Linked DNA regions of Hordeum vulgare: regions 1, 3 and 4 are each linked to region 2. The links are chromatin contacts, called in public Hi-C maps. All regions are on one chromosome and are shown on one strand. The core of a region is the stretch at or near the end of the contact, and the rest is flanking DNA. Distances in the headings are between cores, read along the strand shown.

Evidence for each region. Hi-C and Micro-C count contacts between places; a contact is called where the count stands out from the background.
Region 1: a Hi-C map of seedling shows a contact between it and region 2, with 6 times the contacts expected there. The contact joins the promoter of LOC123402772 here to the promoter of LOC123402791 in region 2. A contact is called at or near these places in 3 of 6 Hi-C or Micro-C datasets (leaf and seedling).
Region 3: a Hi-C map of leaf shows a contact between it and region 2, with 4 times the contacts expected there. The contact joins the enhancer-like site here to the promoter of LOC123402791 in region 2. A contact is called at or near these places in 2 of 6 Hi-C or Micro-C datasets (both in leaf).
Region 4: a Hi-C map of seedling shows a contact between it and region 2, with 5 times the contacts expected there. The contact joins the promoter of LOC123403239 here to the promoter of LOC123402791 in region 2. A contact is called at or near these places in 4 of 6 Hi-C or Micro-C datasets (leaf and seedling).

The regions. Positions count from the first base shown.
Region 1 is chr6H:156,518,034-156,521,412 of MorexV3_pseudomolecules_assembly, reverse strand. It overlaps LOC123402772, which reads left to right and starts at 1,784. Exons shown (of 1, transcript XM_045096732.1): 1 at 1,784-2,735. The coding sequence starts at 1,869. The coding sequence ends at 2,444.
Region 2 is chr6H:157,131,275-157,134,950 of MorexV3_pseudomolecules_assembly, reverse strand. LOC123402791 reads right to left here and starts at 1,748. Exons shown (of 1, transcript XM_045096753.1): 1 at 898-1,748. The coding sequence starts at 1,665. The coding sequence ends at 1,075.
Region 3 is chr6H:156,422,115-156,425,541 of MorexV3_pseudomolecules_assembly, reverse strand. No RefSeq gene overlaps it. Among protein-coding and RNA genes, the nearest start is that of LOC123402772, 96 kb to the left of the region's middle. Within about 2 kb of position 1,616, at least 2 of the 3 cell types and tissues checked have open chromatin away from gene starts, as enhancers often do. A contact at or near this core is called in leaf, where this site is marked.
Region 4 is chr6H:156,187,024-156,190,759 of MorexV3_pseudomolecules_assembly, reverse strand. It overlaps LOC123403239, which reads right to left and starts at 1,383. Exons shown (of 1, transcript XM_045097184.1): 1 at 518-1,383. The coding sequence starts at 1,312. The coding sequence ends at 785.

The DNA.
Region 1 (3,379 bases), core at 535-3,034, 610 kb after region 2:
CACCGGGCTGCACATGTGTTGAACCCGGAGGCACCGTCGTTCGGTGCATAGATCGAAATCCACCGCGATCTGAATCGCTGCGAGTACGACTACATCAACCGCGTTCATAGTAACGCTTCCGCTTAGCGATCGTCGAAGGTATGAAGATGCTATACCCCTTTGCTCGTTGTTGGTTTCTCCATAGATAGATCCTTGCATGGCGTAGGATTTTTTTTGAAATTACTACGAACCCCAACATATGTCTCTCTTGTTCTCATGTTCATACATGTGGGGAAACATTCTCCCTTATAAAAAGGTCCAACTCCTATCAAACTAGCAATGTGGAACTAAATTTAAGACCTTTTGCCTCGCATGAATAGGCTTAATGTGCATCTAAAATTTATGAGGAATTCTGAAATTGGGTTGGACCATATGTGATCAGATTCCAACAGTCCTGTGCTTAACGAGCTTGAGATCCTGCTTGAGCTTAAACTTCCAAGAAGGAAGGCTTGACATTTCATTTCTTGAAGAATTTTTCATTCCTGTGAAACCATAAATTTCAGGAGCCCAAATTAATGATGTCCATGACAATATTTTCAGGCTGTGTTTGATAAAGAAGTGAAACTGCATCAAAGAGAGAGAGAGACGCGTGTGTATTCTTTTTGGGAAGACTTAGAGCCATCATTGTTGAGCATAAGTGCAGTCCTAAAGCAAGTGGTGTAGAAATTCTGTACAATTTTCATTGCAACTTATAAGAAAAGACTTTTTTCTAAGTAATTCTTTTGTGTTTACTTCATTATAAAGAGTCGGCCAAACGATAAGTTTGTGCCTAATTCTACTTGCAACTTTTCTCACAAAATTATCTAGTAAGAGCGTCTACAATTAGACCCGTTAAATCCGCCTCAAACGCTTGGGTAGTCCGTCCGGTCAGTGATCGGTCATAAAAAATCAATCCAGTTAGACACCTGATACTCATCTCAAACACCTGGACTAACCAACAACCCTCGTATTTATTCTAAATATGGGGACGATAGGAGGGCTCGCGGACAAGCCCGGGCACGGCCGATCAATCCGTTTCGTAGGACGCGATTCCATCCCGGACCACATTTCCTATTTTTATTCATTTTTTCGTTTTTTTTTCAACAATAACGTTCAAGTGGTCGGACATATAAAAAAAATGAAAAATGCGGCTGCATGGACAAAAAAATAAATGCTTAAAACGAACATGCTGGATCAATGATCGATCACGTTCGTGGACATTTGAGGACCGGATTTACATGTTCGGCTCTAGATGCTTTAACAAAAATTAGTAAAACAAACTTTTAATTAAAAACAGTGTATGATTTTCCGTTGATCCACGCGTTGAAGAGTAGTAATGGATTTGCCGCCGCCGCCGCCGCTATACTGGGAACGCGCCCGGCCACAGTACTGTCATGTCGCATCGGTCCGCCGCTTTCACGCACGGAACATTCTCTTATCGCGTTCGAAGCACGGCCGCCGAAAAGTCTGTGGCTGATTGTTTGGGGCGCACGGTTGGCCTCGATGGCTAGGTGCGTACGCACGCGGTGATGCGAGCACGGATGCGCCCGGAGATGATGGGGACACGCCGGTGCCATGGTGGGTGGCTGACAGGTCGGACATACAGGAAGTTCGCGAATGTTGACTCGGGTGTGTGCCACTCGTCGCCGAGTGAGGAATGATCTCCTTTTTCTCGTGTGAAGGAATAGTCATTGATGTCGGGTTCCCATGCCTTTTCGTCAGTGCACACGGCACCCACCTCTACATATACATCACCTCCTTTTCGTCTCCACATCCTACATCCAAAGCTGAAACGAAGTCGACGATAAAAAAACTCACACTTCCACGCACGGGACACCTGCAAAGATTCCATGGGCGCCAAGGTTTCCTGCTCTTCCACCCACCGAGGAACCCTCTCGCAGCAGCAACACCAGCCAGCGCCCGTCAGGGTCATCGCCGCCGACGGCTCGCTGAAGGAGCTCCCGGCCAGCCCCCGAGTCGCCGTCTCCGACGTTCTCGCCGGCGAGGCCGCCTCCTTCTTCGTGTGCAACTCCGACGCGCTCTATTTCAACGAGCCCCCACAGGCGCTGGCCTCCGACGAGCTGCTCCGGCCGGGACAAATGTACTTCCTGCTCCCGGCGTCGGTTCTCGGGCGGCCGCTCTCGAGCGCCGACATGGCCGCGCTGGCCGTGCGCGCGAGCGCGGCGATCGCGGCAAAGAGGCCTGAGCGGCGGCGCGGCGGCAACAAGAACCTGCGCGTCATGCCCGTGCGCGAGGAGGTGGAAGACAGCGAGGATGACCTGTTCAACGAGAAGCTTAACGAGCGGACGCTCGGGGAGTTCGCGGTGTCGTCAAGTCCGGCGAAGAAGAGCAGCGGGAAGCTCGCCGCCCCGTCGCGGCTGAGGCTGAAGCGTGCTCTGAGCATCATCCAGGAGGCTTCTGACTGAAAAAAAACGAGAATTATCCAGCAGGCTGCTGACTGACTGACGCATTTCTCCGAGAGAAAGATTGTGTTGTTGATTTTTTTCCCTTCAAATTTTGGAACCATTCTTAGTTCTTGAGGCCTAACGGCCTAAGTCGATATTAAATAGTTTTATGTAGATTAAGGTCGGAAAGAAGAAAAAAACTGGGAAAGAGACTGTAAATATCTCCCTGTGTGTATAGTACTACGATAGATGCAAGACTACCAGGAATGCGAAAAACTGATTCTTGAGTTGTTATCTAATCTGTATTTGTAATATTGGTGTCATCTCACTATATATATTTTTCCTGCTTTGTCTGCTACGATGCAAGTAGTGCATCTCTAGGTGGGAAAACAAAATGGGTTCTCGAACTTTCTTAGGATGCGTTTGGTTACAGGGACATGTTAGGGTGGTTGAGAGTATCCCAACCACGTGATAAGGGATAGTCCTTTTTTTGTTTGATTGAAAGGGTAATGTTATCATATGTTTTGTTTGGTTTGAGGGATACAAATGAAGGATAAGGGTGCAGAGAACCTCCAGTGTAGTTGCGCCGCTCCTCAAGGAATCCTTCTCCGCCTCGGCAGCACGAAGGAAGGAGACGAGCGGTCGGCGACGCAGAAGAGAGAGAAATGAGCGACGACGCACAGGAAGGAGCGGAGTGCCCAGTGGAGCGGAGGAAGGGAAGGAGCGGTCGGCGACGCAGAGGAAGAAGAGGAGCGGCCGGTGACGTGGAGGAAGGAGAGTAGCGGCCGTCGACGCGGAGGAAGGAGAGGAGCGGTCGGCGGAGCAGAGAAAGGAGAGGAGCGGCCAACCAATGAATGCAGTGACGCGCGTGGGGTGGATGCCGCGACCCGCCAGTTTTTCACGATGGACCCAGCCCCATTTTGGGCGAATATTCTTGGCATCTAGTTGCGCGTGTC
Region 2 (3,676 bases), core at 499-2,998:
TGCTCGATGACCCAACCATTTTCATGATTGATCCTATGGATGTGATTCTTCTTTCTTTTGGCATTGTTATGGCGGTGAATTTTTTTTGTATTAGCATTGTCGTCTTTGAGGTTAGCTATCCTAGCAATTGGCGCTTACGTACCCTTTACAGGACTGCAAGGCTAATCACCCGTCTCTTCAGCCTAGCACACAGGTCCACCTTCGCGGGGAAAGGGGCCGATCCTCTTGTGTCATGTCCAAACAAAGAATGACCATGCACTGCGCCTGAATGAAGCAAGCACATCTTCTCCAGGGATCCAATTGTGGATGCTTTAAGCCTCTAACCGACTGCTTTCGCCTCCCGCGATGAGCGGCACTATCGTGCTCGCATCGCCGTCCAGTCTTCCTCGGAACGGCCGCCCCGACCATACCGTGAAATGCCACTATCCCGTTTCTTCAGCGCCAGCAACGATCCCGCACTGTGGGGTATAGAGTCTGCTAAAAATTTAACAACTCAAAAATTATTTTGCATTCTGTAGTTTTCCATATACTAGTATTCTAGTTCTAGTGAATTATACTTTCTTCGTTCCTAAATATAAATCTTTTTAAAGATTTCATCAGAAGACTACACATGGAGCAAAATGAGTGAATCTATATTCTGAAGTATATCTATATGTCTAAAGTATTTCTAAAGTATATCTATATGTCTATATGTCTAAAGTATGTCTATATGTCTGAAGACTACATACGGAGCAAAATGAGTAAATCTATACTCTAAAGTGTATGTAGTGCTCTAGTCAAAGCTTAAAAAAGAAACTATACTCGCTCCGTCCGAAAATACTTGTCACAAGAATGAATGCATCTAGATGTATTTTATTTTAAGATACATCCTACTTTATAAATTTTTGCGACAAATAATTTCGGACGGAAAAAGTATTTAGGAACGACACGTATTCACATACTGTTTCGCAGAATTCATGTTCTTGTTATCCTAAATCTACTAAACCAATTAAATATTTGGGCTTCAAACAAAACCAAAAACTAAAATAAAAAAACACTAGTAGTAGTAGTATTTACAACTTTTTGAGGTACGCTTCATTCAGCAACCTCTTGAATGATACTCAGAGCGCGCTTCAGCTTCATCTTCAGCCGCGACCGCGCTCCCACGACGGCGATCTTTTCTTCGCTCTTCGGCGACACAGCGAACTCCCCGAGCGTCCGCTCGTTAAGCTTCTCGTTCAGCAGAACGTCCTCGCCGTCCTCCAACTCCTCGTGCACCGGCATGACGCGCACCTTCTTCTTCCCGCCGCTGAAGCGCCCCCGCCTCTGCTGCGGCTTCTTGTCCGCGATCGCCGAGCTCGCGCGCACCGCAAGCGAGACCATCTCGGCGCTCGACAGCGGCCGCCGTTGCAACGCCGCCGGGAGCACGAAGTATATCTGTCCCGGCCGGAGTACCTCGCCGGATGCCAGCGCCGGAGGGCTCTGGTCGAAGTAGAGCGCGTCGGAGTTGCACACGAAGAAGGACGCGGCGCTGCCGCCGAGGACGTCGGAGACGGTGACGCCTGGGCTGGCCGGGAGTTCCTTCAGCGAACCGTCCGCGGCAATGACCCTGACAGGCGCCGGTTGGCGTGGCTGCTGCGAGAGGCCGCCTCGGTGGTTGGAAAAGCAGGAAAGCTTCGCTCCCATGGAATCTTTGCCTGGGTGCAAGTGCTGAGAATATTTTTTGGGGTTCGTTGGGACTTGATGTGGAGGGACTAATGGATGGTGGCGTATATATAGAGGTTATGTGCTGAGATCAGAGAAGTGACAAGGAAAGGGAGACATATCATTTCAATCCTTTGCTTCTTGTCCAATTGTGTAACTGCACATGCACTGCTTGGAAATTCCTTCCCTTTCCTTTTTAGAGAAAACTTTTGGAGCACCAGTATTCTGTCCAGCCTCGTATAAAAAAAATCACATGCACTAGATTTTGAGGAGCAAAATACTCACTACTTTACACTGTTCATTAGCTAAGGACGAGGAGGAGGAGGAAGTGAAGGTTCGATTTTGATCCAAGAATCTAGATTAATTCGACTGAACGCATTTTTTTTCAGCCTTCCGTGTAATAGTTGGCCGCATAAACGTACACCCCATGGATGTTTGAACCTTTATAACTCTCACATCTCATAGAGTCACGCAAGGGAAAAAATAGCATGTATCATTGCGTTGCATTGAAAAGTAGGAGTAGTGTGTATATCTGCAGATGTAGATCCTGCCAAGCAATCTCCTCTCAGGGAATAGCAGGGACAATTCTAGGGGGGACAAGTGGGGGCTAGACCCCCTAACAAATTGATTTTTCTATTATAATAATGATTGTTGTAGCAAATTTTTGTTACTTTATATAAACTTTGCATCCTTCATAAACAAACTTGCCCCCTTCTATGTTTGTATGTTGGCTTCGTCCCCGGGAAATAGAAACATAGCTTGGTTAAATATAATCTTCGCCAATCTACAAAACTAAATCTCTACAGTCATTGTAATGCAAAATTCACAAGGCAAGAAGGGGAAAGCAAAGCCAGGGGAGCTATCGTGGGCGCTGACGCACGCCATTGCCGCGTTTGTGCATGTGCCAGATAGGTACCCACTGTTTCACCATTTAATCTGGAAACCTGGCATGCAGACAGCGACGATTATTCCTCCGCCGGACAGAAGCTGCTTATTCCTCCGCGAACACTGACCGGTGAGAGTGACTCATCCGGACAATGGACGATCGCGTCAGCGCATCCGTGCGCCCCAAACAATCTCCACGGGCTTCATTTTCCCGCACGCGCCGGCGCCGCGGCTTCGCCAGCGCTTCCATCGCCAGCCGCAACGGGATGATATTATCTGGACCTCAGCGGTAACCGGCTGTGGCCGGGCGATTACTGTTCAACGCCCCCGGCCCGACAAGTAGGTAAGATTGATGCCTCTGCGGACTGCGGTGATCTGGGTCGTGGTCGTGGTCGTCGCTTCGTTGCCTTTCTCCATCGATCAGTCGTGGATGCTCAAGACAGTGATACGCCTGACCGCTAAGGAAAGAATTTTAGTTGCCAATCATGGCCTGGCTGTCTGGCTCATTCCGTTTTCACTGTCTGGACTATTCATATGATTAATCAGATTTAGTAATAATTATCATAGGTACTAGTACTAGAAGAAGATAAGAGTCAACGACATGCATCTTTTGTAAATGCTGCTATCGAACCAATTAGGTAGACAACACCATTAATCAGTTCAGTGCAAAATTTCCCCGAAGATCGGGTGCCTCCTCCTTTCGAGTTGGGAGTTCAGAAAGTTGAAACACACGGTACAGTAGACTGCATTATTATTATCTCTGTGTTTTGCAGTAATAAACTCTAAACATCCGCTTAATGGAGGCCAGGACCAAAACGCCCCTGTATCAGTGTCAAAGCTACTCCGTCAGTCAATATTCATCAGCGCGGTGTACAGTATCGGATTCATAGCAGGCAAGGCCGATCAATCTGGGGACGTGCTTAACTGAGCCGAGGACTGACGACAGAGAAGCGATTCTGGGCTCCTGTCGTCCCCCGCCCCGCCTGCTAATCCTTGACCCCGCGGCCGGCTTCCTCACTCCTCGCTTCCTTGCTGCTTCTCCTGTCGACGTCGTGTTCGCTGCCTTCTTTCCAGTGCAATTTGATTTGAAAATTCTTGAGTAGAACGC
Region 3 (3,427 bases), core at 367-2,866, 710 kb after region 2:
TGAGGAAGGGGGTTATTTCGCGAGTGGGGGATGGGGCGCTCATACGTACTTGGCGAGACCCTTGGATCCCAAGAGCAACCTCGTTCCGCCCTATTACTCCTAAGCGCACATCCCGGCTGAACCGTGTGTCAGAGTTCTTGGATGAAAGCGATGCATGGCGGATGGATCGATTGAGAGAGAATTTCTAGCCTATGGATATCGATTATATTGTGAAAATAAGGACGTCCCCACGACAGCGTTGTGATTTCGTTTCGTGGTTCCTAGAGAAGAATGGACAATTCTCGGTCAAGAGTGCCTACAGACTTGCCACATATGATCATAACATAGCGTTTGCGGGGGGAGCTTCATGTTCAACACCAAGTGGAGTGAGATCAAGTTGGAATGCTGTGTGGAAATCTTCAATACCCCAGAAGATGAAAATCACAGCTTGGAAGGTAGTTTCGGCGCCCTACCAACAACGCAATGCAAGAAGTTCAGACATATATCCACGCACTCCACCTGTCCCTTATGTGGCGTGGAAGAGGAGGGCTCCTTTCACGCGCTAGTTGCTTGCACAAACGCGTGTCTAATCTGGCTGCATATGAGGACTAGATGGCCTCTCCCCTCTGATGAGCTTCTAATTGACAGTGGCAAGGAATGGTTACTACAGTTGCTGGTAAACTGTACTGATGTGGTAACGGACATGGTGATCATGGTAGTTTGGCGAATTTGGCAACTGCGTACAGATCAATCACATGGCAAGGAAATCCCACCAACGGCTGTCACGGTGGAGTTCCTCGACAGCTATTACAGGTCCATCAAACTAGCTGGCCGTTTTAGCACGGAGGAAATAATCAAAGGAAAAATGCCAATATCTGTCGATTGCTCAGTTCATATACACAAAGTGAAACCCCCGTCTATGCCATGGCCTGCGCCCCAGCCGGGCTACGTTGCCCTTTCCGTCGATGGGTCCTTCCTGGACTCCGATGGGTCAGCTGTTGCTGGCATGATACTCCGCGATGATAAAGGCAAGATTATTTTTTCAGCGTACCGTTATATCTTTCATTGCAATGATCCGTTAGAAGCGGAAATACACGCCCTCATGCAAGGGATGGCGTTGGCTATACAAAATACTTCGCTTCCGGTGGTCGTTCAATCAGATTCAGCTCAAGCTCTTTCAATCCTGTCTAATAATGGCCTGGTGAAGTCAGCTTATGGGCAGTTGGTTCTTGAGATTAAAGAGTTGATGAGTACGAGGGAGTTTTTACCCCAGAAAATTCACCGTAATCAGAATTGTGTCGCAGATCGTTTGGCCACGTACAACCGATCCGAGAGAACCACAGCTGTGTGGTTACAGTCGGCTCCACCTTGTATTGAGAATTTGTGGCCTCTTGATTGTAACACTATAACATTGCAACGAAAACTCCCTTTTCCGGCAAAAAAAAGGGAGGTGATGTATATGTAGAGGTGGGTGCCGTGTGCACTGACGAAAAGGCATGGGAACCCGACATCAATGACTATTCCTTCACACGAGAAAAAGGAGCTCATTCCTCACTCGGCGACGAGTGGCACACACCCGAGTCAACATTCGCAAACTTCCTGTATGCCCGACCTGTCAGCCACCCACCATAGCACCGGCGTGTCCCCATCATCTCCGGGCGCATCCGTGCTCACATCACCGCGTGCGTACGCACCTAGCCATCGAGGCCAACCGTGCGCCCCAAACAATCAGCCACAGACTTTTCGGCGGCCGTGCTTCGAACGCGATAAGAGAATGTTCCGTGCGTGAAAGCGGCGGACCGATGCGAGATGACAGTACTGTGGCCAGGAGCGTTCCCAATATACTGGCGGCAGCAGCAAATCCATTACTACTCTTAAACATGTTGATCAACTGAAAATCATACACTGTTTCTGATTAAATGTTTGTTCTACTAATTTTTGTTAGAGCATCTACAGTCCAACTTGTAAATCCGGTCCTCAAATATCCACAAACGCGTTCGATCATTCATCGGGTATGTTCCTTTTAAGCCTTTATTTTTTCGTCTGCGCAGCCGTACCTTTCATATTTTTTCTTACATGTTCGGTCACTCATGATTGATGAAAAAGAAAAAAAATGAATAAAAAATAGAAAAGGTGGTTCGGGGTGGAATCGTGTCCTACGAAATGGATTGACTAGGATTGCCCGGGCTCGTCCGCGAACCCTTCTATCATCCCCATATTTGAAATGAATAAAGGGATGTTGGTTAGTCCGGGTATTTCAGATGAGTATGAGGGGTCTGATTGGATCAAATTTTTGTGACCGGTCACGGACTGGGTGGGCTACTCGAGTGTTTGAGACGGATTTAAGGGGTCCAACTGTACACACTCTTACTAGATAATTTTGTGAGAAAAGTTGCAAGTAGAATTAGGCAAAACTTGTCGTTTGGCCGACTCTTTATAATCGAGTAAACACAAAAGGATTACTTAGAAAGAAGTCTTTTGTTATAAGTTGGAATGAAAATTGTACAGAATTTCTACACCACTTGCTTTAGGACTGCACTTATGCTCAACAATGATGGCTCTAGGTCTTCCCAAAAAGAATACATAGGCATCTCTCTCTCTTCGATGCAGTTTCACTTCTTTATCAAAGGGAAACGCTTCTCATCATACGTCTGATGGAAAGAAATCGTCAGACCAATCGTTTGCCGTTGATTATGTTTTATCCCACAGCCATAATGTTGTAACAAATTCTGTTGTAACCTCCCATAACTCTTTCCTAATTTCTTGCGTCGGTCCTCCCTTGTGGAATTAATTGTTGCTTCCACCTCCCACAACCCCGCATTCTATTCCTTCAGGCCCATCATCCCCGTCTATTCAGCACTTCCGATCCAGAGCACAGGTACGCCGTTCTCCATTGATTCATCGACGAGCCCACCTCCCAGTCGTTCTCTGCAGTACACATCTTCCTCCCTAATCCAAGGTAAAGATCTTGCCGAGATTATGCTCATCCATCCCCACCCTGCTGCGCCGTCGCCGATTTAGAACTCTTTGTTGGCTTTCAACAACCGCACACTAGGACAAGGGGAGGCTTTTCAGCGGCGCGGCGAAGGTTGTTGTTGCATGTATCCGGATGTCTTCCTTCACCTCTCATCTCCTTCGCTAGCGTATGATTCCTTTATGTCCAGATCTTGTAGTTCAAATTCTATGCCCCCATCTTCTTTTTAGTAACATATAATTTTTAGTTCATATGCTTCTTCTGTTTAAATAGTTGCTTCCATGAAAACTACTTCTTCTTTTTTGCATTTCTGTTGTAAACATTGCCTTGTAAGCATTCTAGAGATCTCCCCCATTTTGTTCGTATTTATTCAAAGGATTTTTCTACCTGTGTTGTATGATTGTGTTCTCGGATTATAAGCAGCACATGGAAGGTAGCAAGGTATCCTAACTCCCGTCGAGCTTGTACTGGGGT
Region 4 (3,736 bases), core at 134-2,633, 940 kb after region 2:
GTTGCGTAGGTACGTACTATCTATCCCTACGCGCTTGGGGGTGGGGGGAGGAGGAGCGCCCGACAAGTGTTTGTTGAAATTTTCGTGTTAAATTTTTGTCCCTTCTTTGAATAAATGAATTTGACTATGGAAATACATATATGAGCACTATGTTGTGTCATCCGATGATTCGGCCGATGAGGAGGATTATTCTCAATTTCAAGGGTTTGATCAAGGGTCATCAAGTGCCCAACTAGAACATAGCATGTGGGCATTTGACATTCATGGACAACTTTGCCCCTGGTGCCCTTTTCGCGAATAATTTTCGCTCGTGTTGATCGCTTCCATAATGGTATTCAGTCCTACGATGACTTGTTCATTTAAAAAAAGAACATCATAGGAAGGATTTGATTCTCTCGTCACAACTGTATTGCGGATGCTTGCATATAACACAACAACAATATATGGGATGAGTAGCTTCGCATTCATGCCAAGATAGTTCGGTCCCATATTTAAACTAGTTTCATTGTAGGAGATATAAAACAGAAAAAAATATACAATATATATTTTACGCAAATAAACAAAATACCATACAAATTAGATAACAACTCAGGAATCAGTTTGTTGGCATTTTCTATTGTACCGTATATACACACGGGGAGATATTTACAATATCTTTCCCAGTTTCGTTTCTTTCTTTCCGGCCTAAATCTACAAAAATCAATTTAACGTTGACTTAGGCTTAGGTGTTAGGACTCAGGAATTAAGAATGGTTCCAAATTTGAAGGAACAAAAATTGCTTCAGTCAGCAGCCTCCTGTATGACGCTCACTGGCACTGCTCGGAGCACGCTTCAGCCTCAGCCGCGACCGCACGGCGAGCTTCCCGTTGCTCTTCTTCGCCGGACTCACCGACACCGCGAACTCCCCGAGCGTCCGCTCGTTAAGCTTCACGTTGAACAGGACGTCTTCGCTGTCGCCGCGCCGCTCAGGCCTCTTGGCCGCGGTCGCACGCACGGCCAGCGCGGCCATGTCGGCGCTCGAGAGCGGCCGCCCGAGCACCGCGGCCGGGAGCAGGAAGTATATTTGACCCGGCCGGTGCAGCTCGTCGTAGGCCAGCGCCGGTGGGGGTTCGTTGAAGTAGAGCGCGTCGGAGTTGCACACGAAGAAGGAGGTGGCGTCGCCGCCGAGAACGTCGGAGACGGTGACTCCGGGACTCGCCGGGAGCTCCTTCAGCGAGCCGTCGGCGGCGATGACCCTGACGGGCGCCGGATGGTGTGGCTGCTGCGAGAGGGTTCCTCGGTGGGTGGAAGAGCAGGAAAGCTTGGCGCCCATGGAATATTTGCAGGTGTGCCGTGCGTGGAAGTGTGAGTTTTTTTATCGTCGACTTCGTTTGAACTTTGGATGTTGGATGTGGAGACGAAAAGGAGGTGATGTAATATGTAGAGGTGGGTGCCGTGTGAACACAGACAGCGACGACTATTCCTTCACACGAGAAAAAAGGAGCTCATTCCTCACTCGGCGACGAGTGGCACACACCCGAGTCAACACTCGCGAACTTCCTGTGTACCTGACCTGTCAGCCACCCACCATGGCACCATGTGTCTCCATCATCTCCGGCGCATCCGTGCTCGCATCACCGCGTGCGTACGCACCTAGCCATTGATGCCAACCGTGCGCCCCAAACAATCAGCCACGGACTTTTCGGCGGCCGTGCTTCGAACGCGATAAAAAAAAAGTTCCGAGCGTGAAAGCGGCGGACCGATGGAAACACCTAGCCATTACGTGTGGACAATATTGTGGTCGGACGCGTTCCCAATACGGTGGCGGTAGCACCAAATTCATTAAGTCATGTATAATGGTTGATAAAATAGTTTTATCTTAAATCTTGCATTTATTTAAAAATAACAAAAAAAAGTTTATGATAAGACATCTCTTACCATTATCTTCTACTTCCTCCATTCCTAAATATAAGTCTTTGTAGAGATTCTACTAGTAGACTACATACGAATATACATAGACATATTTTAAAGTATAGATTCACTCATTTTGCTCCGTATGTAGACTCTTAGTGAAATCTGTTAAAAGAATTATATTTAGGAACGGGGGGAGTACTAGCAAAAGAGCCCGTGGGTTGCAACGGAAAAAAAATAACACACATTTTTAATTCAATAACCACGACTTAACAGGCCCGCATCTTTTAGTTCCAAATGGCATCACATTTATGTTACTGATAGTGACCTGAGTGCTCACACAACGAAAACACATTTGAATGTGGTCAGTCCTAAGGTCTCTCTCTGTCTCTCTCTGTGTGTCAGAAAAATTTAGTACGTTCAGTATGCTTAGTTACAAACGGAGTATACACCAACTCGATGCATATTTAATGAACAAATCAAGAAATAAAAACCTGAAAGAATATTGATTACATGTATTTCAAAAAATTATATTTATGTCTTATGAACTTATATTATTAATGAACATATAATAAGTAAATATGGATATGATCTTACCTGATGTTTCAAGTTGTATGGTCTCTCTCCTTCTCAGTGATGCCCACAATTATTTACATTATGATGAAAATAGTAAAGTATGTTTTATTAATTAATGATGACATATGCGTAAGAGTATTATTTTTGTCTTGCTGATATATTTGGTTTGTAATTGTAATCCAAGTGAAGTCCTAATTTGGTTGCAAAAATATTACACAACTTCAAAAAAAACTAATCAATTCATACGTATATGCATGCCAAATGTTCAAGGTTGCGTATGAACATCGATATTTTTTTTTAAAATCAGCAAAACAGTTTAAAACAATATAAAAATTCAAAGTTAAGCCATTGGTTTACGTAAAGCTTGTATAAGCAACATTGTACATTTTTATACATTAAAAACATTTTTTTGCGGGTGACATCACAAACATTATATATATACACGTTTAATACATGTTTGACGATTAACATTTTTGGAAAAAATATCTTTTTTAAGTCTACTTTGTTCCATGCACACTGTATATTTTTGTATATGTTTTTATTATGCTTTGGAAACATTTTTCCACATTTAAAGTTTTTCAAATACATGATCATTTTTTTGAAAATAAAAGAAAATTATATTATTATTATCTATACACATTGTACATTTTTGTGTATATGGAACTATTTTATCTATAAATTTAACACTTCTTTAATCGATGATTTACGTTTTTGCAAAGTTTATCGAAATAAAGCCAAAAGAGAAATAAAAATAAAACACAGAGAAAGTGCAAGAAAGAAGAAAAAATGATGTTGGCCGCCCAGTACTAAATGAGAAAAGGTGGGAGAAATTAGAAGATGATGGGATCGAACTGCGGTCTCGAGAATGAAAATATGACCACCGAACCAGTTTGGCTGATGATGTGCTTGTGATGAAAGGGGACTGCTCTCTTTTAATCGAAGAACTGAATCAGAGTTAAAAGAACGAATCGGTATGCAACTTATGGGTGGCATTGGTGGGTAATTTCAGTCAACTTCAGGGGCAATTTTAATGACGGACTACAGAAGCAATAGCTGCTTTATTATTAGGGATAGATAATTAGATATTTTTAAAAACATGGTGAGACATATTGTGCTAAGAGATCACCTTTTGTCTTTTCTTAAATAAGAGAAGCCAAAGCCTTTTTTTCAAGTTCTCTCTCCTCTACCTCATCATTTATCCTATGTGACACTCTTAAGATAACATCATTACACATGCCCTTACTCGTCAACGTGTGGAACAACGGAAAAT